Linked DNA regions of Mus musculus: all the other regions are linked to region 4. A link is a contact called in public HiChIP or PLAC-seq, Micro-C and capture Hi-C data. All regions are on one chromosome and are shown on one strand. Each heading gives the region's core, a stretch centred on a gene start, on an enhancer-like site or on the middle of the called end of the contact. The rest is flanking DNA. Distances are from core to core; before and after follow the strand shown. Region 1 holds the start of Slc22a16 (solute carrier family 22 (organic cation transporter), member 16). Region 2 overlaps Sesn1 (sestrin 1). Region 3 overlaps Slc22a16 (solute carrier family 22 (organic cation transporter), member 16). Region 4 holds the start of Ak9 (adenylate kinase 9).

Region 1 (5,402 bases), core at 182-2,681, 730 kb after region 4:
GGCCTCAAGCACTCAGCAGTCCCTGCCTCCATCTCCCAAGGGCTGGGATTATAAGTACCAGCCACCATGCCTGGCTACTGAGTGGTTTTTAACCTCAAACTGTAACTAAACACTAACTTCTATGATTGCTTTAATTAGCTCCCTGAACACAAGGAGAAAATGAGACATTATTACCATCTGCCATGTAGGTGAGTGTCTGTAGAAACCTCGGGTAACCTTTTCTTTTTATTGTTTCTTTTCTTTTTATTTTTAACCTTTTTAAAGATTTTTTAGCCTTTATTTTTTATGTGAACGGGTATCCATGTGAGTCTGTACCCATGCATGTTGGATTCCCTGGGATCTGAGTTACAGACGGTTGTGAGCTGCCGTGGTGAGCTGCCGTGTGGGTGCTTGGAATTGAGCCTAGGTCTTCTGGAAGAGCAACCAGTGCTCTTAACCCCTGAGCCATCTCTCCAGCTCCCAACCCCGCCCCCCACTTTTAAGTGGTATCTTCCTATGTAGCTTAGGCTGGCCAGGAGCTTTCTGTCACCTTCCCAGAACTAGGGCTACATATGCGGACCACTTCTAACTGCAACATGTATTTCTACAGTTATTTGTAAGCATCTAAGGTACATTGTTCACCCAGTTTTTCAGATGGTGTGGTGGTAAATGAAACATTCAGGCCCATTATAGTTCCTATGTGAGAGCTGATCCTTCACCCCCACGTTAGTCTGCTATGGGTCTTCTATGAGCACACTGCCTCCATTTCCCAGTCATTCAGACATGGACTCCAACTTGCCTTTTGCAGTGACCATGAAATTAAGGGATGCATGCATACGTTGGGTATCTATATGAAAGCAAAGGCTAACCATCAGCCAGGAAAACCTGCCAGGCCCAAAGGGAAAGCACTCTAGGGTACATATAGGTATTCATCCTGGACAGTGGAAAAGAACACGGTTGGGCTGGGGGGTTTTCTACACCTGGGACCGTGCCTTCCAATAGTGTTTTTTTCCCCCAGTTGGTGGTCCAGAGAGCACACCAAGTCCCAACTGACCCGAAGGGGTGCGAATACTGCCTGCACCTGCCAAGTCCAAGCAGAGTCCGGCGCCTCCTGTGGCCAATGGACAAAAGGACAAGCCAGGTCATGGGTTGTTGGCCAGACTTGTGCATGCATTGGGCAAATAGGGGGTTGAGAAGCTGTGGAACCTATCCCAACCGACAGAAACAGACACCTCAGCGCCCCGATCACGTGCCACCCGACTCTGGCTCCATGTCCTGTTCTGTCTCCCTACCTGCCGAAGTGTCCTATGTGGTCAAAAATCAGCTCCACGTTGCAGGACTCCATGTCCGGGTGGCAGTGCTGAGCGCCCTGGACTTGGAGCACCGCACCCGACCCGCCTCACCTGCCCGTGGCCTTGGGTGCCCCTGCTGGGGAGGCCGCCCTCCTTCCTTCCCAGCAGTCCAAGCGTCTCAGGGATGCCACGTGAGGCACATCCTGCTGCTCCATTGCACGTGCGTCAACTCCTGCTGGATGCTTTCCCACCCTCTCCATCCTGCTCCCATGACCCCACAACTCAGGGAGGCGTCAACACTTCTAGGAAGTTTAGGAAATGCAGAGCCCCTGGCTTGGTCTGGGGACTTCAAAAGCACCCCATCTTCAGCAGGACACGCCTTTGCTCCCTAAACTTTCATGCTTAGGAATCCACTGTGTGGTGGGTTTTAAGTACACATTTATTATTCCACTCCCAGAGATTCAGCGGACCTGAAGTGAAATCAGGAATGATTTTGTTATTGTTTCATGGAGTGGGGATGGGCGGGGGGGGGGGGGGGGGTTGTAGGTCTATTTATGTATCTATGTTGTTTTGTTTTGTTTTGTTTTGTTTTGTTTTGTTTTGTTTTGTTTTGTTTTGTGATAGTGTCTAGCTATGTAGCCGAGGTAGCCTGGTCCAACCCAAGAGCTTCCTGCCTCTGCCTGCTGCGCCCACCTCTCATCCTCCAACTCTGGCCTCCACAGGCACCGCACTTAGGAGCACGAATTCAGGCATAACACATACACGATTTCAAAAGAAAAGGAACTTTGTCACAGTATATTTCTCTGCCCACCCCCATGCTTTTCTTCTTCTTCAAACAGCACTTCTTTTAAAAATATACCTTTTTTATTAATTGAGAATTTTATATATGCATAAAATGTATTTTGATTATATTCATCCCCTTCTCCTCCCCCTAATTCCTCCAGGTCCACCTCCCCATCCACCTCTAATTTGTCCAATTAGTGCCCCCCCACACACACACACACAAAGAAAGAAACAAACAAACAAAAAACCACTAGTCAAATTTGCACTGCCCATAGGTAGTAATCAGCCTTCCCAGAGGTCAACAACTCTCCCTCACTCCTCAGTCAGGGCTCTAAACTGAAGAGCTCCGCCCACCGCATGCTGAAGTGTTTTCTAGCTTGATCTTAAGCAGGTCTTGTACAGGAATCACAGCCGCGGTTGAGTTGCAGAGTATGATGGTCTTGCCACACCCAGAAGATGCTGCTTTTGATACCGTCTTCCCTGACCTCTGCCTCTTAGAATATCTCCCCCTCTCCTCCCCTCTCCTCCCCTCTCCTCTCATCTCTCCCTCTCCTTCCTCTCTCCCTTCCTCTCTCCCTCTCCCACTCCCCTCCCCCCATCCTCCCTCTCTCCCCCTCTGACTCTTCTGTATACTTCTCCATCACTATCTCCACCCTTTTTTTTTAATCATTCCATTCATTTACATGTCAAATGATATCCCACTTCCTGGTTACCACACCACCAATCCCCCATCCCACATCTGCCCTCCTCCTCCCCCTTGCCTGTATGAGAGTGCTCCTCCACTCACCCACACTCTCCTGCTCCACCACTCCAGCATTCCCCTATGCTGGGGCATCAAACCTCCCCAAAACCAAGGGCCTCCCCTTCCGTTGCTGTCAGGCAAGGCCATCCTCTGCTACATTTGCATCTGGAGCCAAGTATATCTCCAGGTATACTCCTTGGTTGGTGGTGTAGTCTCTGGGAGAACTGTGTGGTCAGGCCAGTCTGTACTGTTTTTCCAATGGAGTTGCAAACCCCCTCCAGTCCTTCCTCCAGCTCCCCCATCAGGTTCTCTGAGCTCAGTCTGATGGTTGGCTCCAAGCATCCACACCTGCATTTGTCAGTTGCTGGCCAGACCTCCCCAGTAAACACCTCACTAGGTTCCTGTCAGCAAGTGCCTCTTGACCACGGCAACAGTGTCTGGTTTGGTGTCTGCAGACATGATAGATCTCCAGGTGGGGCAGTCCCTGGTTGGGCCTTCTTCAGTCTCTGCTCCATTTTTTTGTCCCTGCTCTTCCTTTGGACAGGAACATTTCTGGGTTAAAATTTTTGAGATGGGTGAGTGGCCCCATCCCTTGACCAGGGGTCGTGCCTATCTACTGGAGGTGGTCTCAACAGGTTCTATTTCCCCCTTCTCTGCACATTTCAGCTAAAGTCAATCCTCTTGGGTCCTGGGGTGACTCCAGTGGCTACCCCCAGTTCCTTATGCCCCCCGACACATATTTTTGTTCAACTTCCTGACCCTCTGTGCCTCTCTCACATCTCCTCAGGTTCCTGATCCTGCCCCCTTATTTCCTTCCTGTCCTCTCTCCCTCCCAGGTCCCCCTCTCCCTCCACCTCCCACAGTCATCCTGTTCACTTCTTCATGCAGGACTAAAGCATGGGCTTTCTTCCTTCTACACTCCATATGGTCCTAGGCAGTGTGAGCTTTTGAGCTAATATTCACTTATCAGTGAGTGCATACTATGTGTGTTCTGTGTCTGTGTTACCTCACTCAGTTCCATCCATTTGCCTGTGAATTTCATGTAGTCATTGTTTTTAATCATTGCTTAGTACTCCATTGTGTAAATGTACCACATTTTCTGTATCCATTCTTCTGTTGAGGGACATTTGGGTTGTTTCTAGCTTCTGAATATTATGAGTAAGGCTGCTATGAAAATAGTGGAGCATGTGTCCTTGATATATGTTAGAACATGTCTTGGGTATATGCCCAGGAATGGTATAGCTGGGTCCTCAGGTAGAACTATTTCCAATTTTCTTAGGAACTGCCAGACTGATTTCCAGAGTGGTTGTACCAGCTTGCAATCCCACCAACAATGGAGGAGTGTTCTTCTTTCTCCATATCCTCGCCAGCATCTGCTGTCACCTGAGTTTTTTTATCTTAGCCATTCTGACTGGTGTGAGGTGGAATCTCAGGGTTGTTTTGATTTGCATTTCCCTGATGACTAAGAATGTTGAACAGTTTTTTAAGTGCTTCTCAACCATTTGAGATTCCTCAGTTGAGAATTCTCTATTTAGCTCTGTACTTCACTTTTTAATAGAACTATTGGATTCCCTGGAGTCTACACTCTTTTTTTTAAAGATGTATTTATTTATTTTATGTATGTGAGTACACTGTAGCTGTACAGATAGTTGTGAGCCTTCATGTGGTTGTTGAGAATTATATTTAGGACCTCTGCTTGCTCCAGTTGGCCCCGCTCACTCCTGTCAATTCCATTCACTCAGTCCCTGCTCAATCCAGCCCAAAGATTTATTTATTATTATACACAAGTACACTGTAGCTGTCTTCAGGCCCACCAGAAGAGGGTGTCAGATCTCATTACAGGTGTTTGTGAGCCACCATGTGGTTGCTGGGATTTGAACTTAGGACCTTCAGAAGAGCAAAAGAGCAGGGCTGAGCCATCTCACCAGCCCTGGAGTCTACCTTCTTGAGTTCTTTGTACATTTTGGATATTAGCCCTCTGTAGGATGTAGGGTTAGGAAAGATCTTTTCCCAATCTGTAGATTGCCATTTTTTTTTCCTACTGACAGTTTCCTTTGCTTTACAGAAGCTTTTCAATTTTATGAGGTCACATTTGTTGATTGTTGCTCTTAAAGCAGATGCCATTGGTGTTCTATTCAGGAAGTTTTCCCCCCGGGCCCAAGTATTCAAGGCTCTTCCCCACTTTCTCTTCTATTAGATTCAGCTTATCTGGTTTTACGTGGAGGTCCTTTGTCACAGGATTTTCCCTGTACAATTACATTAGGGCAGCAGGAGACCTGTGATTAGACAGGGGAAAGGGAGACAGAGTTAGGAGTTGCCGAGAGACTAAAGAGAGTATAGGAAATGTGCACGTTCTTCTACAGTATCACACTGCTTGCTTAAAGGAAGTGGGACAACTAAGAATGGAACATCTGCAGATTGATGAGCAGCTGTGGCAGATTGGTTCTAGGTCTTATAGTGGAAGAGGCAGAGGTCATCAGGGCCTTAACTTCACCTCCAGTTATGGTACAAATTCTGAGCTGTCTAACCCCTCCAAAACAGAATCTGAGCATAAAGATGAGCTGAGTGAGATTGGTCATTGGCAGGAGAAGAAGATCGAGAAACTC
Region 2 (5,369 bases), core at 1,766-4,265, 530 kb before region 4:
TTGTAGGCACAAGCCACTACACCTAGGAATTCCAGAATTTTTAAATGTTCATCATGGTACTCCTCAAACTGTAAACATGAATTAAAGTTAAAAATTGGTTTAGAAATTTTAAGAAATGTTAGTAGAAGTGCTGAGAGTCAGCATTTCCAGTGCCCTCCTAGTCAATACAAAGACTGCTTGTATCTGAAGAAAAGAGGCTTATAAAAGAACCTTCCTTAAAAGATGAGGTCAGCCACCTGCTTAAGAAGGGGCCTTCTCTCCTGGCTTGCTCACCCCATTTAAAGACAGGCAGCTCCAGCTGGTCCTGGCAGATAGGTAGGAAGCTAGGTACAAACTGTCAAGTAGTAATAATAATAGCTAACATGTATCCATTCATTCACACACCTGCTTATATGCACTAGTGTCAGACAAGAGACTAAGCAATGAACAGACAGGTCTTAATCTTCATGGAGCATACACTATTAATCCCAAGTAATTAAAAAACATAACAATCTCAAGCAGCATGGAATTAGGAAGGGAAGAACACAACTGCAGTCCTGGCCAAGATAGAGAGAGACTGAGGTTCAGAGAACTGAGTACCAGTCTTGGCTTTATAGTTCATGCCTGCTTGCTTCTTCTCCTCTTTAAAAACTGTTACAAAGTAAAAGGAGGCACAGGGCTAATGCCTTACAAAGATCAATATGCTATTATCTTTATGTTACTGACTGTAAAACAGAAGCTTGGGGTTGGGAGAAGAGAATAGGTTGGCAGAGAGGCACAAAATTATAGAATTCCCAAAAATAATGTTTGAGAAAAAATATATATTTAAGTTGATTTAAAGACAATATAATGCATATATGAAACACAATGTAATGTTTATATATGTGGATGCATATATAATGTTTCTGTGTGTTAAAAAAAATAAAGTTGGATTGCCAGGTGGTGGTAGTATACACCTTTAATCCCAGCACTTGGGAGGCAGGGACAAGTAGATCTCTGTGAGTTCAAGGCCAGCTTGGTCTACAGAATAAGTTCCATAACAGCCAGGGCTACACAGAGAAAACCACCAGTCTTGAAAAAACAAACAAACACAAGCCCAGAAAGCAAATACAACCAATCTAAACAAAACAAAACATTAAAACCTTTTTAACTTAAAAAATAATTCCCCAAACAAGACAAACATCAACAAACTAAAACTTAGAGCACTAACTAGCTTGCCCCGTAGAGCGTTAGCAAGAGCCAGTGTGTGTGCACAGCAGTCTGGCAGGGGCAGCTCTGGACCGTGGCGTATTTGTCTGTCTCACATTACCAAGGCTGCAGCTGTGCTGTGCTCAGCTCTGTCCCACATTCTGGAATCAAATCTGAAACTTTCTGCCTGTGACCTGCATGCCTGGGAGACCTGCTGCTTAGCTAAGAAAAGTTCAGCCCCATGCAATGAGCATCCTCGTCAAGAGCAGCAAGCTGGTGCTTTCTCACGAAAGTGTACTTTTGCTGGCTTAAGGCTCTCACATTTCAATTGTAAAAAGTCTTCTCTAACAGTTTCAGGAAGTAAGTGTCCTGTGCATGTGGCAGCTCAGGTGGTCTGCTGCTGTTCTGAGGCAAGGTCTCAGGTAGCCCAAGCTGGCCTTGAATTCACCTAATGGCCCAGGATGCTCTTCAACTTCTGACCTTCCTTCCTGTACCCACCCCCAAGTGTTAGGATGTTGGGCATGTACCACCACACCCAACTTCTCAATTTTTTTATGGAGGGTACTCTTTGAAAAATTGATACACTTGGGTTTTCCCCCAAAAGTACATGCAAGAATACACTGTTTTCTCTGTAACTGATGGGTCACACAACATCCTAAAAAGCCAAAATCTTCAATTTGAACCATTAAGCTGTAGCCTCTCCCAGAACAAGTCTTGGCTTTGCTTCCTGGAAAACAAGAACAAGTCTCCTTTGGTAATCAGTTTGGGGCAGTTAAGACTGCCCACTACTCTCTGCAGAGAATGTGAGGTCCATTCTCAGATCCCATGTCAGCACACTCACAACCACTATACGCATGTGCACACAGACAGACAGACAGACAGATGTGCATGTGCACACACATATATATACATAGAGCGAGAGACAGGGATGGGGGAGAGAATGTTTGCTTTACTGGTTTCATGTTCTCATCTTCCCAGAAACTACTCTCCAAGGAGCACATATGCGTTGAGCCCAACTGTGTACCTGCCCAGCTGGATGGTCTAGTCAGATCATCTACCTCTCCAGCTCACGCTCCTTGTGTTGAGTGACTGGATAAAAGCAGCGAGTGCATGCCACAGGCCCAAGAACAGCATCTGGGGGGGGGGGCGAGTTAACTAGACTATGGGCTCTGAGGTCAGCAGTCTTCTCCACCTCTCTTCCACACAGATACCTGTGCAGGTACCTGGAACAGTCTGAGACAGTAAGTGAAAGAGGAGATCAATACTATCACCAGTTAAGCTTGGATATTTAAACTTGGAATTATCTCCTTTCTCCTTTCAGACTCCCTCTAAAAGAAGACAACTGAAAACACAAATGTTCTTAAGTTGTACACACATCTTCTCTTGAGGCCTACAGCATCAAAATTGATGACAAACTAGACTTGAGTTGAGTCAGAGTGCCACCTAGTGCTCACAGCAGCTAACTGCTGAGAACTCAGGAAATGTCCTTGGTGAACAAGGAGGCAGGCGGGCACAAAAATGTAAAGTGAGTGGAAAACTGTCATTAATGGCCAGAGTCTTCAAAAGAAAGGTAACTATAAGGAAAATCAGACATCTGCAGCTTTAGACGCTAGTACATGCGCGCATACATATGTACCATACTAGAGAAAACTTACTTCCGAGTACCCTAAAGTTCTACTTCCTGCAGAATCATTCTGTGAATAGAATCTGGTGCACAGCATTCCCCTTGTATCCTTGGCTTCTCTTTCTATGGCTTTATAATCGCTAGTCATGGTCAGCCATATCCAGAATCAACAATGCGTAAATTTTAAATCACGTGCTATTCTGAGAAGTGATCTCATACCATGCTGCCAGGCCTGTGATTTACTCTTTTCCAGAGTGTGCATGCCACATGCCACATACACTACCCACTCAGTATCTTTTTAGTGGCCACCTCAGTTTTCATAACAGCTGCTGGCTCCAATGTAAGGCTCGCAGTGAAGTAGTGCATACCCAGGAGCCCATAATGTCAAAACACCCAACTTGTTCAGCTCAGGCACCTTATCACTAGTATTGTTAGCATCTTCTGAATACTCACTGGTAGTACCATCTGAAATCTCAAAAAGGGAGAGTTCTAGAAGACATTAGAAGAGAGGAAAAACACATCCATATAGCTTTAATTACAACAAGTAGTTGTTCTGTTATTGTTGTAAACTTAGGTTTACATTGTAGGTACATGCTGAGGCAGGAAGATCAAAAGTTCAAGGTCAGCCTGGGCAACTTTGCAAGACTTTGCTTCAGATTCAAATTTAAAAATTGGGAGGTGGGAATGGTGGTACTTGTAATCCCAGCATGTGGGAAGTGAAAGCAGGAGTATAAGGAGTTCAAGGTCATCGTCAGCTATGTAGTGAGCTTAAGGCAAGCCCGGGCTACATGAGGCCTTGTCACAAACAAACAAATGGAGTGCAGCTTGGTGGAACAGTCCTTGCTCAGAATTCCTTAAGTGGCTGCCTAGTACTGTACAAAGCTAGGTTTGATGGTTCATAGTTATAATTCCAGCACTTGGGAGGCTGATGCAGGAGGACTGTTGTAAGTTCAAGTTTAAGGTCAGCCTGGGCTACATAGTAACTTCTAGACCAGCCCATGTTTGTCTCAAAAATACCAATTAAAATTTATAAACAGCAAATAAATTTGAAAATGGTTTAATTTTTGAACCATTGGGATGACTATACTAAAAATGACATGAGAAAATGTTTCTTATTAAAATTAGTATTCTCTATAATTGAAGGAAGGCCCTTACTTCAACATATTATATGTAGTGGGATAAAATTTTTCAAATTTCTATCAATTATATAATAATTTCTGGTGGTTCTGAAACAACTAAAGATGATAAAGATTAGGGCTTATAGCATAAAGAAATTATTTTACCTCCACCTTTCAGACATGACTAAGTTGATAGTAATACACAGCAGTGTTTTAGTTAGGGTTTCATCGTTGGGAAGAGACACCATTACCAAGGTAACTCTCATAAAGAAATATTGAATTGGGACTGGCTTACAGTTTTAGCGGTTCAGTGCATTACCATCATGGTGGGGGCAGGGCAGTGTGCAGACAGGCATGGTTCTGGAGGAGGAGCCGAGAAGGCTACATCTTGATCCGACGGCAGCCAGGAGAGGACTCTGGCTCACTCTGATCAGACTTAAGCATGTATGTGGGACCTCAAAGCCCCACCTCCACAGTAACACATTTCCTCTACCAAGGCCCTCTCCCAGTAAGGCCACATCTCCTAATAGTGCTACTTCCCAAAGGCCAAGCATATTCAGACCACCACAACCAGCTTCAATTTGAGAAGTCTATTGACTACAGAAATCTGATTGGTAAAATATTCAACCCCATTCTTTTTTTTTTTTTTTAACTTGAGGATGCTTATAAAAGTCTGAGAGTTTTTCATTCATTTTCACTACAGGTGAGACTTGATGTGTATCTCATTATATAGCCACCAAATGGTGACAGAAAGACATCTGCCATTTCCTGCCCTTTGGCCAAGAGCAGACTGGGAAGTTTCCCTGAACTACACAGGCATGAAGGAGAGCAATGTGTGTAGGGAGGCAATGAGGAAGAGGAAGATGATACCAGAGGCAGGTAGACCTCTCCTCCTGAGTCTTGGTGGACCCTAGCAAAGGAGGAGATAGGGCCTGAGTTCAGCATCCACTGGTGAAGATGGCAGAAAATTCTTTATCTGGAGATTGCTTACAAGTGTGGGAGGAGTCAGATCAGTACCATACTAACCCTTTGATATTACGCTCTTCATTAACTCCTCTCCACACACGTACGGTCAACTGTAGCTTTCTCCACAGCATGGAGGGAGAGCCCTTCCTCCCATGCCCTAGTCCCAGGAGAGGTTGTTACAGTAGGCTACTTTCAGACTGCCTCCCACTGATCCTGCCTTACGGTATTCTTCCCATGCCATTTGCCCTTCAGTAATCTGCTGACCTTGAGCAAGGGCTGGACCTCAGCAACAGCTTTGAGTGAAAAGATTATGACTAAAGTGAAGCTTTGTCTCCTTCCAGATTATGTTGTGAAAAACTGTAACTTGTATTTTGCTGATAGTCTCTAGCTCTTCTCACGTATTTCCTGATGAAACAATCGGAGAGGCCCACATGGTAGTCCCTGGCCAATTCCATAATTGAGACCCTCTCTATATCAGTTCTCAAGGAACAAAA
Region 3 (5,028 bases), core at 2,529-5,028, 700 kb after region 4:
AAGGAAAAAGAGGAAAGAAAGAAAGAGAGAGAGAGAAAGGAAGAAAGAAAGAAAGAAAGAAAGAAAGAAAGAAAGAAAGAAAGAAAGAAAGAAAGGAAGAAAAAGAAAGAAAGAGAGAGAGAGGGGGGAAGAAAGAGAGAGAAAGGGAGAAAGGAAAGAAGAAAGAAAGGAAGAAAAAAAGAAGAGTTCAGAAAGAACTAAAAAGGGTGAGCTTTCTCAGTAATAAGCCTCCAAGACAACTACATCAGGCAAATAAAACATATATTTATATCTGGTGCCCAAGGTAATTGGAGAAGGACAAAGCCCACCAATATTGCAGAAAGCAGAGGACATTGGACAGAAACACCAAAGAGGGCAGGCGACATCTGGCAGAGGAGAACGTCACTTGGGACCACCTCCAGAGGAAGCACCTGTTCTTTGAGTTCAGCTGAACACCCAGAGAGACTTGGGAGACTCCTGAGCAACAGCCGGAGCCTTGAGCCCAGAGCAAAGAATGCCGCAGGACCCTCTGAGGCAACAAAGCACAGTAAGCTGTCCCAAAAGATGGTTTCCATTCTATGGTCAGACTTTTTCTGCATTCATGAGACTCCTCCAGAAGACCTCAGCCTTTGGTATTTGTAGAAGGTGTGGTAAGGGTGCAGCTCAGCAAAAGAATGAAAGAATGTTTTCCTGCAGCAGACACAGGTGAAAGAATGCTTTGATATAGCAAACGTTTGGAAGAACCCATGAAGAAGGAGTATAAATATGACTCCACAGACAGTGGGAGATGAGCATTAAGCATCAGTTTGGTTTGCTCTGCCTCCCAATTCTTTACTAACGACACATATGTATTGGTTCACCTTACATAGCATTGATGATCTCCACTAATGGTGACACCAGAAAGAAACTTACCCGAGAACTGTTCTGGGGTTCCTGATGCGGGTTGCAGCTTCTGTGGCCTCACCTCGGGCCGGTTGACAAGCCTTGAGGGCTTTCTTCAGGATTAAACTTACAGCTGCTGGTTCATGCGTGGTGTCTGCCTGCCTAGAGGAATGGACTGAAGCTGCTGGTTTGTGTGTGGTGTCTGCCTGCCTAAAAGACTGGTCTACAGCTGCTGAGTCATATTTGGTGTTTGCTACAGGACTGAGCTGCTGCCAAAGAAGATAGAGCTCAACCCACAGAACTATGGCTGAACAGGTCCACTTCCCCCATATCCTAATTCCACTACCTCTGGTGGGTGGTGGGCTAGAGGAGAGGTTGAACACTACAAAGGTAGGTTGCAAAACATTTATGCCTACAACCTTCCTTTAACAACAACAGATGTTCATCACCGTATAAATGACCAAAAGCCATCCAAACCCACCTCCTGGGAATGGAGGTGTTGGTCTCTTTAAATTGTTTCCTGCTGTCTGGTGGCATTGGTTTCTTTTGAAAGCCAAAAGAAAATTGGGATGTTGGCCAGTCTTAAGAAAGATGGACAACATTTGTTGTCCAGTCTCTGTGTGCTGAAAAAGTTCAGGCCTTAAATGAAGTCCTGCCTGGAACCGTCGAGAGGCTGGACCAACTCGGTTCAGGAACTTTGAAGCTGTCCTGGAAGCAAGTTTTGATGTGACAGTTAATGAGGTAGTCTGGGGTTGGATGAAGCAGGATGCCAGCATAAATGTGTCTTAATATTTTAGCATCCTTTTCAGCATCCTCACGGTGTATCTTGTCAGGGCTGCTTTAACTTCATTGGTGTCTATAAACATATAAACTTTCACAGGTAATATACATTTCTGCAGTAACATATGTATGGAATTGCAGTGTGCACAATTAACTAATGATGTTTTTTTTTGTTTTGTTTTTTGTTGCTTTTTTGTTTGTTTGCTTTCTGTATGAGCAGGTAACACAACTGCCTTTCTCTTATAAGTTAGCTTGGATATATAACCAAGCTAATAAATTTTTATCCATGCCATGTCTTGTTTTTTGTTTGTTTGGTTTGGTTTGGGTTTTGGGGGTTTGAGGGGGGGTTGTTTGGTTGGTTGGTTTTTTGTTTTGGGGGGGTTGGGTGTTTTTGTTTTTGTTTTTGTTTTATTTTTGAGACAGGGTTTCTCTGTGTAGCTTTGGCTTTGTAGACCAGGCTGGCCTTGAACTCACAGAGATCCACCTACCTCTGCCTCCCAAGTGGTGGGATTAAATGTTGGGTCACCACTGCCCAGTGCCGCCCCCTGCCCATGGATAAGTCTTGATGACCATGTAGCCAACAAGATTTTTTGGCTATGCTTTGTTGAAGTTTTAACTAAAGACATTTCACGTCTTAGCCAGTCTCAGAGCTGTTCCCAAGTAGAGGGACCAACAATAGTTACCTGTTTTGTTGGTCTTCATGATTTCTTTCTTTCTGACTGCAGTCACAATCTTTAGGAGGTCTCAGTTGGTCTAATCTGATTTTTATTCATTTTGAAGGAATCCATAGATTTTCCTGATGAAATAAGAGTATATTCTCTTCCCCAATGCAACACATTCCCTGCCTCCCATTCTGAGGTTACCACATGTTTATGCTGATCTAATTCAGCAGTCCAGTGCTTCTCAGCAGCTGTGTTATAAAGCATTATTTAATCTATCTGTGGGACATTCCATAGTCCCCTTCTGTTCTGTGAGCATTTCCTTTAAAGTCCTGTTAGATCTCTCCATAACTGTTTGACCTGTAGGATTATAAGATACATCTGTAACATTTTTTATGCCATATGTCTGAAAAGTTGTTGTATTCTAAAGGATACACATTTTGACATATCATCAGGTTCAATCTGTAAAGACATTTTCCAAGAAAGCCATCGCCTCTAATAAATGTGCAGTCTCAGAATCAGCCTTTTCAGAACTCAGAGCAGAATCATTCTGATATTCTGAGTATCAACTTTATGATACATTAACATATGTACATATATTAATTATCCAATGTCTACAAAACATGTAATCTAGTGTATGTCACTGCTCTAAGGTAGCATCATTAAGGAGAATCTAGATCCTTAACTAGGATATTGTATCTCTATGGGCTGCTCATCTACTTCCTCAAGCCTGTGTGGATTTTTCTCATCTGGAACTATCTTTTCTGCTGTCACTGTAGGATCCAGGTTGAGTTCTTCTCAAGATCTGTGATTCTGATTTAAAGAATCCTCTCACCTCTGTACTATGGCCTGTAACTAGTGTTCCATCTCTCAGTCCTCTCCTGATCTAAGTCTGCATTATTTTGATCTTCCTTTAAAGGGATATATAAAATTGTACCACTACTGAACATATAAGTATTTTTATGTTGACAGTCAAAACAAAACTATATGGGGTCCAAATGCCTTCTTCTATCGTGTTTTCCATATTTTTGCATGGAAAATATTTCCTTTTTTAATCTCTCTAAGTTTCTCCTTCCTCTGGAGATTTCAGTTTATTTTTCTCTCTCTTTGTTTTAGAGACTTATCTTCCAGGTGTATTTATTTATTTCTCTCTTAATGCTTTCTAAGCTTAATATTGTTTCCTGTACATAAGTTTTCTTAAACTCTTTTCCATCTTTATGTGGCTGTTCTTTTTAAGTTATTTTTCTCTTTATGAACTTCATTTTGTTAATTTCAAACTATTTATTTGTCTATGATGTTTTATACCCAGTCTCTCTCTCTCTCTCTTTTAATTTAGCATTCAAGCACAAATCTGATTTCTTCTGTGTGTTCCGTCTCCCTCTGCTGTTTAGGTTAGGACACTGCAGTGATTAGTTCTGCCCCTGTCTTTCCACTCACAGGGAGAGGTAGAAACTGCAGCATCTGTGTTTGGGGACCTCTCTGGGCTGCCATGCATTCTGCCATCTGTCTTGAGCTCTCATGCCACTCTGCTACACTGGGCTGAGTTGGTGTTTGCCAGGTCATGGCAAGCCTAATCCTCTGATCTGGGGCTCCCGGTTGCCAGAGGCTTCTGTTATCCCCATCAGCCTTGTGATCCTCCCAGCTCTGGGGCACTGCTCTCCCGATGCCTGGCCCCTCCCCATCAGCAGGCTTTTCCCACTTTGCACAGATGCTTTGGGAGAAACGCAGTGCAGCCCTGGAACCCACCAGCTGTGTTAGCTCGTGGCTAACCTTAGAGCTGCACATGAATCTGGGATGCTAGTATGTGCTGAAGGCAGGCTTGTCCCAGAGCTGTTGCTAGGAAACCATTACAAGTCGCTGCCTCCTGGGTGCTAGTGCTAATCTTCAGGCACAGGAGTTCATCCCTTGGCAGGTCCTGTGTCTATCTAGGAACCTGCTCTGTTCCTGGGGAGTGCTTGTTCTCTTGCCTTTCACCAGGCTTGGATTCTATGCCCCCATGTTGGGTGCCAAATAAACACAGTAATTAAGGATGTAAGGCTTGTCTGTTCCTGTTCTAACCCATTTTAGCTCCCAAATACTTGACACAGAACCCTATGATTAACAAGCTTTAAGCACTATGACTAGCAGATATTCATCTACTCTAACCCTCTCAGCTACCTGTTTCCCACTCACACAGCCCTTTACCTTCAATCTGAGTCTCACCTTGGCTTATTCTGTTCCATGTGTGTCCTCATGGCAAATCCCTTGGTGACATGCTCATCATGACTCCTCCTGGACCCTCTGCCTCAACCCCAGCTCTCCACATGGTCTCTCTACCTCTTCTCTTTCCCCGTGGTCCTTCTCCTACTTCTCTCTTCCTGGGACCCTGGTCCTGGCCCTGCCTTCTCTGCGCAGTTATGGACCGATTAGTTTTTTATTAACAAATCAGAGAAAATTGGGGAGCAGTCTTTATACAACATTGATACAGGAGATGATTTAGTAATCAAGACAATCCCACGGTCTGTACTGTAACCAAATCTCTGGGCAAAGAAATCAACATCTGAATACACAGTGCACAAAGCCATTCTCCAACACATACTGGTTTTATTTCATTTACTTTTACAAAACAGTGTTTAATACTTTCTCACATTTTTTATGCAGATACATAAGTAACATGTGGAAAGGAAGAATAACACCTCTCTAACACAAAGTAACTGATGCCAACATCCTGGGTGCTGGGCACCATGGA
Region 4 (5,350 bases), core at 847-3,346:
TGTAGGCCAGCACAGCTAACAAATGGTTGGGCTGTCTCATTTATCATCACGAAGCTCATATAATATTGCATTAAATCAAAGGATTTTCTTTACAGTAAAGATTGTAAGATGCGTGTGTAAATGTGAGATTTACTTTTTCTACCACACACATCCCAGCTCACTTAGAAGTCACTGGTGTGTTGGACAGACCTCTCAAAGGTCCTGGTACAGCACTTTTTAGTATTGTACGGGATAGAGACAGCCAGTGTACTTCAAAACTAGAAAAATGCTTTGAGCCAAGAAACAGGAGAAGTGGATCTTATCCCCACCACCTTGTGGTTGACCTGGGCAATTGTGATTGATTTGGGAAATTTCTCACAGTTTTAGACTCTGGTGATAGCAGACTGGATTTGTTTGCTAGGAGAGATGGTTGTATCAAGGATCTCAGTCAAGGTTTTTCAAAACTAAAACGATTGTTATCAACTGGTCCCTTTCGGGCCCCACAAGTCCATGAGGAGTTGTACTGGCAGGGGAGGCAGGTTTGGTATGATAGAGTTGGGATTGCAAAGGTAATCTTAAACTCAGGATTCTCTGGGATGTATATTCATGCCATGACACAGGGATGGAAGCAGGGCAAGCAGCTTAGACTCACATTAGTTTTGACCAAGAGTAAGGAAGACCTAGAAATGTTAGAGATGGAGATGAGTGAGCGGTTAGAGACCTGGGGTTTTGCAGCTGACCTCATTAACTTCTCGAGTTACTGTCTTCAGGGACTGGTGATGGGCTGGGCTGGTGTGACCTTGGTGTGGGGACAGTGGGTGTGAGTGGTTACAGGGTGGAGTACAGCAGATCTCTCCTCATGCATGTCAGGCAACTTTTCTAGGTCACTGCTGGACTTTTGGATACCAGCATGTGGGCTCTGTCCATGAACTTCCTCCAGCTGCCACGTCCCCTCTGTTTGAGCTCAGGCAAATTGGAAGTTCCAAGACACCGAGCTCTGCCTAGCAGGCTTCAACCAGTAATACACGGGAGTTGGCGAGTAAACACAACGTCCCTCCCCGCCTGCTCCCCCGAAAGGGAATGGTTCCAAGGTATGTACTCCCCATTTCCCAGTGAGTTTAGCTGACAGAGAAGCTTGTGTGACAATACCCCCTTTTCCAAGAGCCCCTCCCTGCCCAGCTTCTGTTCCTGGGATCACCCTTATAGAAACAACTTGGCACATTTGTTTGTTATCAGTTTGGCTCCTGGGTGATGTAAACTAAGAAAATTCTCAAAGGGAAGTGCTCCATTGTAGTATAAAATAATAATGGAAAACAATATTTGAAAATCAGAACTATTTATTTTTAAAAAGTGACTTTCCTAAACCAAAATGCTCTGCAGATGTTTAGCTTGCATTGGGAAGAGCTGGTTTCCATTGTGAAATGGAAAAGTTAAAAGATGCAGTTCAAGATGGAGATAAGTGGATCTCTGGGGCTTGCTGGCTTAGCCTCTGGCTTACACGCACACGCACGTACCCCCCCACCCCCCCACCAGCATAAAATGCCATAACTGAGACTCCTGCCCTCTTTCTTTCTAGTTTCTCAATAAAAAAGATATATCAAACTGAAACAAAACCAATAATAGATAATAGATAATCATACTCTAAAAACCTTGTAACGTCCTGCCTTGAATCTACAGCAAACTTTAATATCCTCTTCAGCTATTTGTTTGTATTTTAATAATTACCTTTTTCTTTTCAGTATGAGAGCCCTCTAGCGGTGAATTCTGGAATATAGCGAGGGGTCCCTGTGAAACCTAGCACTTCCTGCCTGTGCTACTTTAGCGGCCACTGTTACCCTTTGGGGCAGGCAAGTCTTTAGTCCGCATTTGTGAGATAAATACCTTAGCTAAAAGGAGAACTGGTTTTGAAAAGTCGATTTATGAAGAGATCGTGGTTTAACTTTGCAAGAAAAGCAACTGGTGTGGGGTCCCCGCCGGAAGTGTACTTTCCTGCAACTGATGGCAAAATGCACCCAGAATGTGGACAATTCCCTGCCTCTGCTTACCTGTGGACCGGGGACGCGACAGCAGCTATCTTCTGAGGCTCTACTGAGGCTCTAGGTAGCTGTTAGGCGGTTGCCTTGGAAACCTGTGGGCGGCGTGCAGAGCCTCTTGGAGGGCGGGGCCTCGGGAGGTGGAGCTGTAATTCAAAGTGAATTCTTAAGCCTGTGTTTAAATGTAGTCATAATTATAAAACACCTTTCCCAAAGTGTAGAGGTGACCAACAGAGCGAGTGCATATATTACCTACTTATGCCCAGACAGCAAACGCGAAAACCTTATCTTAACTAGAACTGACTCTTAACAGCAGCGCGCTCGCCCTACACAGCACGGTCCCTTTTAGAATTCAGACCGTTAGCCTCACACATAAAATGTGCAAATACCAAAGGCGCCACATTTATGTAATTAAGAAAGATTTGTGGGCCATACAGCCACAATATTAACTTTATTGACTTTCGTGGAGATAAAATAGGCGACAAAACAGGGGAAAATCACAGGCATCCAGGAGACAGGTTTCGGGAAAATAAAGAGTATATAGGAAGAAACAGACCAATTACAACACGGAGAAACCGCTCCAAAAGGAGAACCCAATCATCTGATTTCTTTTCTTTAAAGGTCAACATAAGTCAGGTTCTTTTTCTTTCTTTCTTTTTTTTTTTTTTGCCTGCCCTTAAGAAAGATGGCACCCTTAGCGTCCGCCCTCAGCAACCCCGTGATCCTGTAGCCCCGCCCCTCCGGTTTGGGCTGGGCTGGTTGGGAGGCGGGGCTGAGGGAATCCGGAAGCAGCCGGCGAGCCCGCTGCTGAACGTTTGGTGTTCTGACACTGTTTTTGTCAGCTGTGTCTGGTGTGCTGGAGGTCTGCGGGGTCTCCTCGCTCTGTCTCCAGGGGGAACCCCGCCGCTGTCACGACCTGGGCCGCGGCCTGGTGCCCTGTGGCGGGGCCGCCATTGGCTGGAGCCATGCCCACGGCCGCTGCCCCCATCATCAGCTCGGTCCAGAAGCTGGTGCTGTATGAGACCAGAGCTGTGAGTACCCACAACGACGGGACGGGGCGGGAGGACTGCGCTGCGGGGATCGGGGCACCCTGTGGGGTCGTCGGGAAGAGGCAGCACCCCGTACTCCCTCCTCTCCTCCCAGCGCCGCTGCAGGCTCGGCCGCCAGGGCCATGCAGTCAAGCACTGGATGGTTTGCAGGTCTGTCTTGCTTAGGAACATGTGGCTGGCTGGAAGAAGTGCGTGCAGACAGGTGCTGTGGCACACAGGAACTGCACACAGCTTCTGAAAGAGTTCCTCTTTTCTGCTTTCCCATAATCTTGAAGTTCTTGAGTCCACTCCTTACAGTAAAGTCAGGGGGTATGAAAAAAAATGTGAACTTGGCCCAGGTAGCTTCTATTTTGCGATTTCATGGTATACTATCACCGTGATTGGTCTTAATCACATGCACTGTTTTGCTGGGATTCGAGGTTCTGTGACCCGGACGCATCTGTTAATAGTTCTCTGGCTTGCAGAGCGGTGCTAATAGAACTTATTTTTTTCTCATTTCTGTGCTTGGGAAACAAAGTTGCTATAGTGTGGTTTATCTGAATCTGGCCTTCACTATGATATTAGGGTGTGAGTATCTCGTTTGGTATATTCAGTGAACTGTGGCTAGTCTTCAATAGGAGAGTAAATAAACTGTCACATGGGAATTTTAGCCCACCGGTAAGCTGAGCATTCTGAGGCCCTGGCTGAGATGCTATTCTTTATAAAACAGAATTTCTTTTCCCACAAGTCTTCAGTGGCACCCATGAAAACTCGGTTGCTGAGGACGACAAACCCTGTTAGAAATTTTATTTAATTTAATTTATTTGTGTGTGTGTGTAGTGCATGTACATGTGTGTGGGTATGTGTGCCCACGTGGAGGAGTTTGGAGGCCAGGGGTTGACCCTAGATGTCTCTCATTAAATCTGGAGCTTCCCATATTGCTAGACTGGCTGGCCAATGAGTGTCCCTCGCCCAGGCTCTACCTGTCTATACGCCGCACCCCCAACCCTGGGGTCAGAGATGTGTTATTGTGTGGGGCTTTCAGTGGGCCCTGGGAATCTTTACCCACTAAACCAAGTTTCCACACCAGTGTTTTATTTTGATGAAATTTAACTTAACTATATGTGTGTGTGTGTGTGAGAGAGAGAGAGAGGGAGAGAGTATAGGATAGTATCAAAATCATAATCTTCCTGTCTTGACCTCCCCAGTGCTAGATTTATAAACATGGGCAAGATTTTCTGACCCTTATTTTCAGTGTGTGTGTGTGTGTGTGTGCTTACTGCTTTTCATGTTCTTTGCTTGTTCCCAGGCCATGATGATATTTTGCTTTGTCTCACTGAAAAGATTCACAGTTTTAGCCTTTATGTTATCATGTTTTATATTAAATTCATTTATAATATAGTTAGGGCTACTATTGCTGTGATGAAACAAATATGACTAAAGAAACTTGGAGCCGGGCGTGGTGGCGCACGCCTTTAATCCCAGCACTCCGGAGGCAGAGGCAGGCGGATTTCTGAGTTCAAGGCCAGCCTGGTCTACAAAGTGAGCTCCAGGACAGCCAGGGCTATACAGAGAAACCCTGTCTCGAAAAACCAAAAAAAAAAAAAAAAAAAAAGAAACTTGGGAAAGAATTTATTCAGCTTATACACCCACATCATTGCCCATTACTGAAGGAAGTCAGGACAGGAACCCAAACAGGGCAGGAACATGGAGGCAGGACTGATGCAGAGGTCATGGATGGGTGATGCTTACTGGCTTGCTCTTCAAGGCTTGCTAAGCCTGCTGTCTTATAGACTCCAGGAGCCATCAGCTCAAGGATAACACCATCCACAGCAGGCTGAGCCCTCCCCCATCTATCACTAGTTAGAAAGTGTCCTACGTCTGGATTTTATGGAGGCATTTTCTCAACTGAGGTTCCTTCCATTCATATGACTCTAGCTTGTGTCAAGTTGATATAAAACTTGCCAGGACAACTAATGCAGGTCTTACGTGACTTACCTATTGCAACAAGTTACCCCCCAGGTTAGTGGATCTAGATAGTAATTTCAGTAGACTGAGAGTCTGATCGGATCTGCCTGAAGGTCTCAGAAGTTACAGTTGAAATGTCACCTGTGGTGCAGTCACCTGGAGGCTTAGATGCCAAGGACCAGCCTCAGCCTGGAGACGGGTTCTGAGAGAAGGGGTGTCTGGAAGCAGTGAAAAGAAGGACAAGAGAAAGTCAGATTGTGGATCCAAGTTGTGTTCTGCTTGATCCAGTTTTCCAGGCTGCTGTGTTCCGCTTTCTCCCTGGAGATCTCTTTGTCTATATTC

What was found. Hi-C and Micro-C count contacts between places; a contact is called where the count stands out from the background. HiChIP or PLAC-seq counts read pairs in DNA pulled down with a chosen protein or histone mark. Capture Hi-C pulls out chosen DNA fragments and counts their contacts.
Region 1: a capture Hi-C map of embryonic stem cells shows a contact between it and region 4, with 6 times the contacts expected there. The contact joins the promoter of Slc22a16 here to the promoter of Ak9 in region 4. A contact is called at or near these places in 4 of 39 promoter capture datasets (3T3-L1-derived adipocytes, cranial neural crest, embryonic stem cells and 1 more), 6 of 115 datasets of contacts at active chromatin or transcription factors (astrocytes, embryonic stem cells, large pre-B cells and 1 more) and 2 of 9 other capture datasets (adipose tissue and embryonic stem cells).
Region 2: a contact with region 4 is called in a Micro-C map of embryonic stem cells, with 3 times the contacts expected there. The contact joins the enhancer-like site here to the promoter of Ak9 in region 4. A contact is called at or near these places in 2 of 39 promoter capture datasets (embryonic stem cells and liver), 7 of 484 Hi-C or Micro-C datasets (CD4 T cells, embryonic stem cells, neutrophils and 2 more) and 1 of 115 datasets of contacts at active chromatin or transcription factors (stem cell-derived neural progenitor cells).
Region 3: a contact with region 4 is called in an H3K4me3 HiChIP or PLAC-seq map of forebrain, with 4 times the contacts expected there. The contact joins the enhancer-like site here to the promoter of Ak9 in region 4. A contact is called at or near these places in 2 of 39 promoter capture datasets (cranial neural crest and stem cell-derived epiblast-like cells), 1 of 484 Hi-C or Micro-C datasets (cortical neurons) and 4 of 115 datasets of contacts at active chromatin or transcription factors (embryonic forebrain, embryonic stem cells and forebrain).

The regions. Positions count from the first base shown.
Region 1 is chr10:40,566,391-40,571,792 of GRCm38.p6, reverse strand. Slc22a16 (solute carrier family 22 (organic cation transporter), member 16) reads right to left here and starts at 1,431. Exons shown (of 8, transcript NM_027572.1): 1 at 1,272-1,431. The coding sequence starts at 1,324. It also overlaps the pseudogene Gm17795.
Region 2 is chr10:41,828,312-41,833,680 of GRCm38.p6, reverse strand. All of the region lies in intron 1 of Sesn1 (sestrin 1), which reads right to left. Among named protein-coding and RNA genes, the nearest start is that of Sesn1, 20 kb to the right of the region's middle. Within about 2 kb of position 3,015, at least 24 of the 459 cell types and tissues checked have an H3K27ac peak or open chromatin away from gene starts, as enhancers often do. A contact at or near this core is called in embryonic stem cells, regulatory T cells and uterus, where this site is marked.
Region 3 is chr10:40,603,966-40,608,993 of GRCm38.p6, reverse strand. Slc22a16 (solute carrier family 22 (organic cation transporter), member 16) reads right to left here. Exons shown (of 8, transcript NM_027572.1): 8 at 4,862-5,028. Among named protein-coding and RNA genes, the nearest start is that of Ddo, 24 kb to the left of the region's middle. Within about 2 kb of position 3,778, at least 7 of the 459 cell types and tissues checked have an H3K27ac peak or open chromatin away from gene starts, as enhancers often do. A contact at or near this core is called in cortical neurons and forebrain, where this site is marked.
Region 4 is chr10:41,300,680-41,306,029 of GRCm38.p6, reverse strand. It overlaps Ak9 (adenylate kinase 9), which reads right to left and starts at 2,096. Exons shown (of 40, transcript NM_001370813.1): 1 at 2,025-2,096. Fig4 (FIG4 phosphoinositide 5-phosphatase) reads left to right here and starts at 2,789. Exons shown (of 23, transcript NM_133999.1): 1 at 2,789-3,043. The coding sequence starts at 2,978.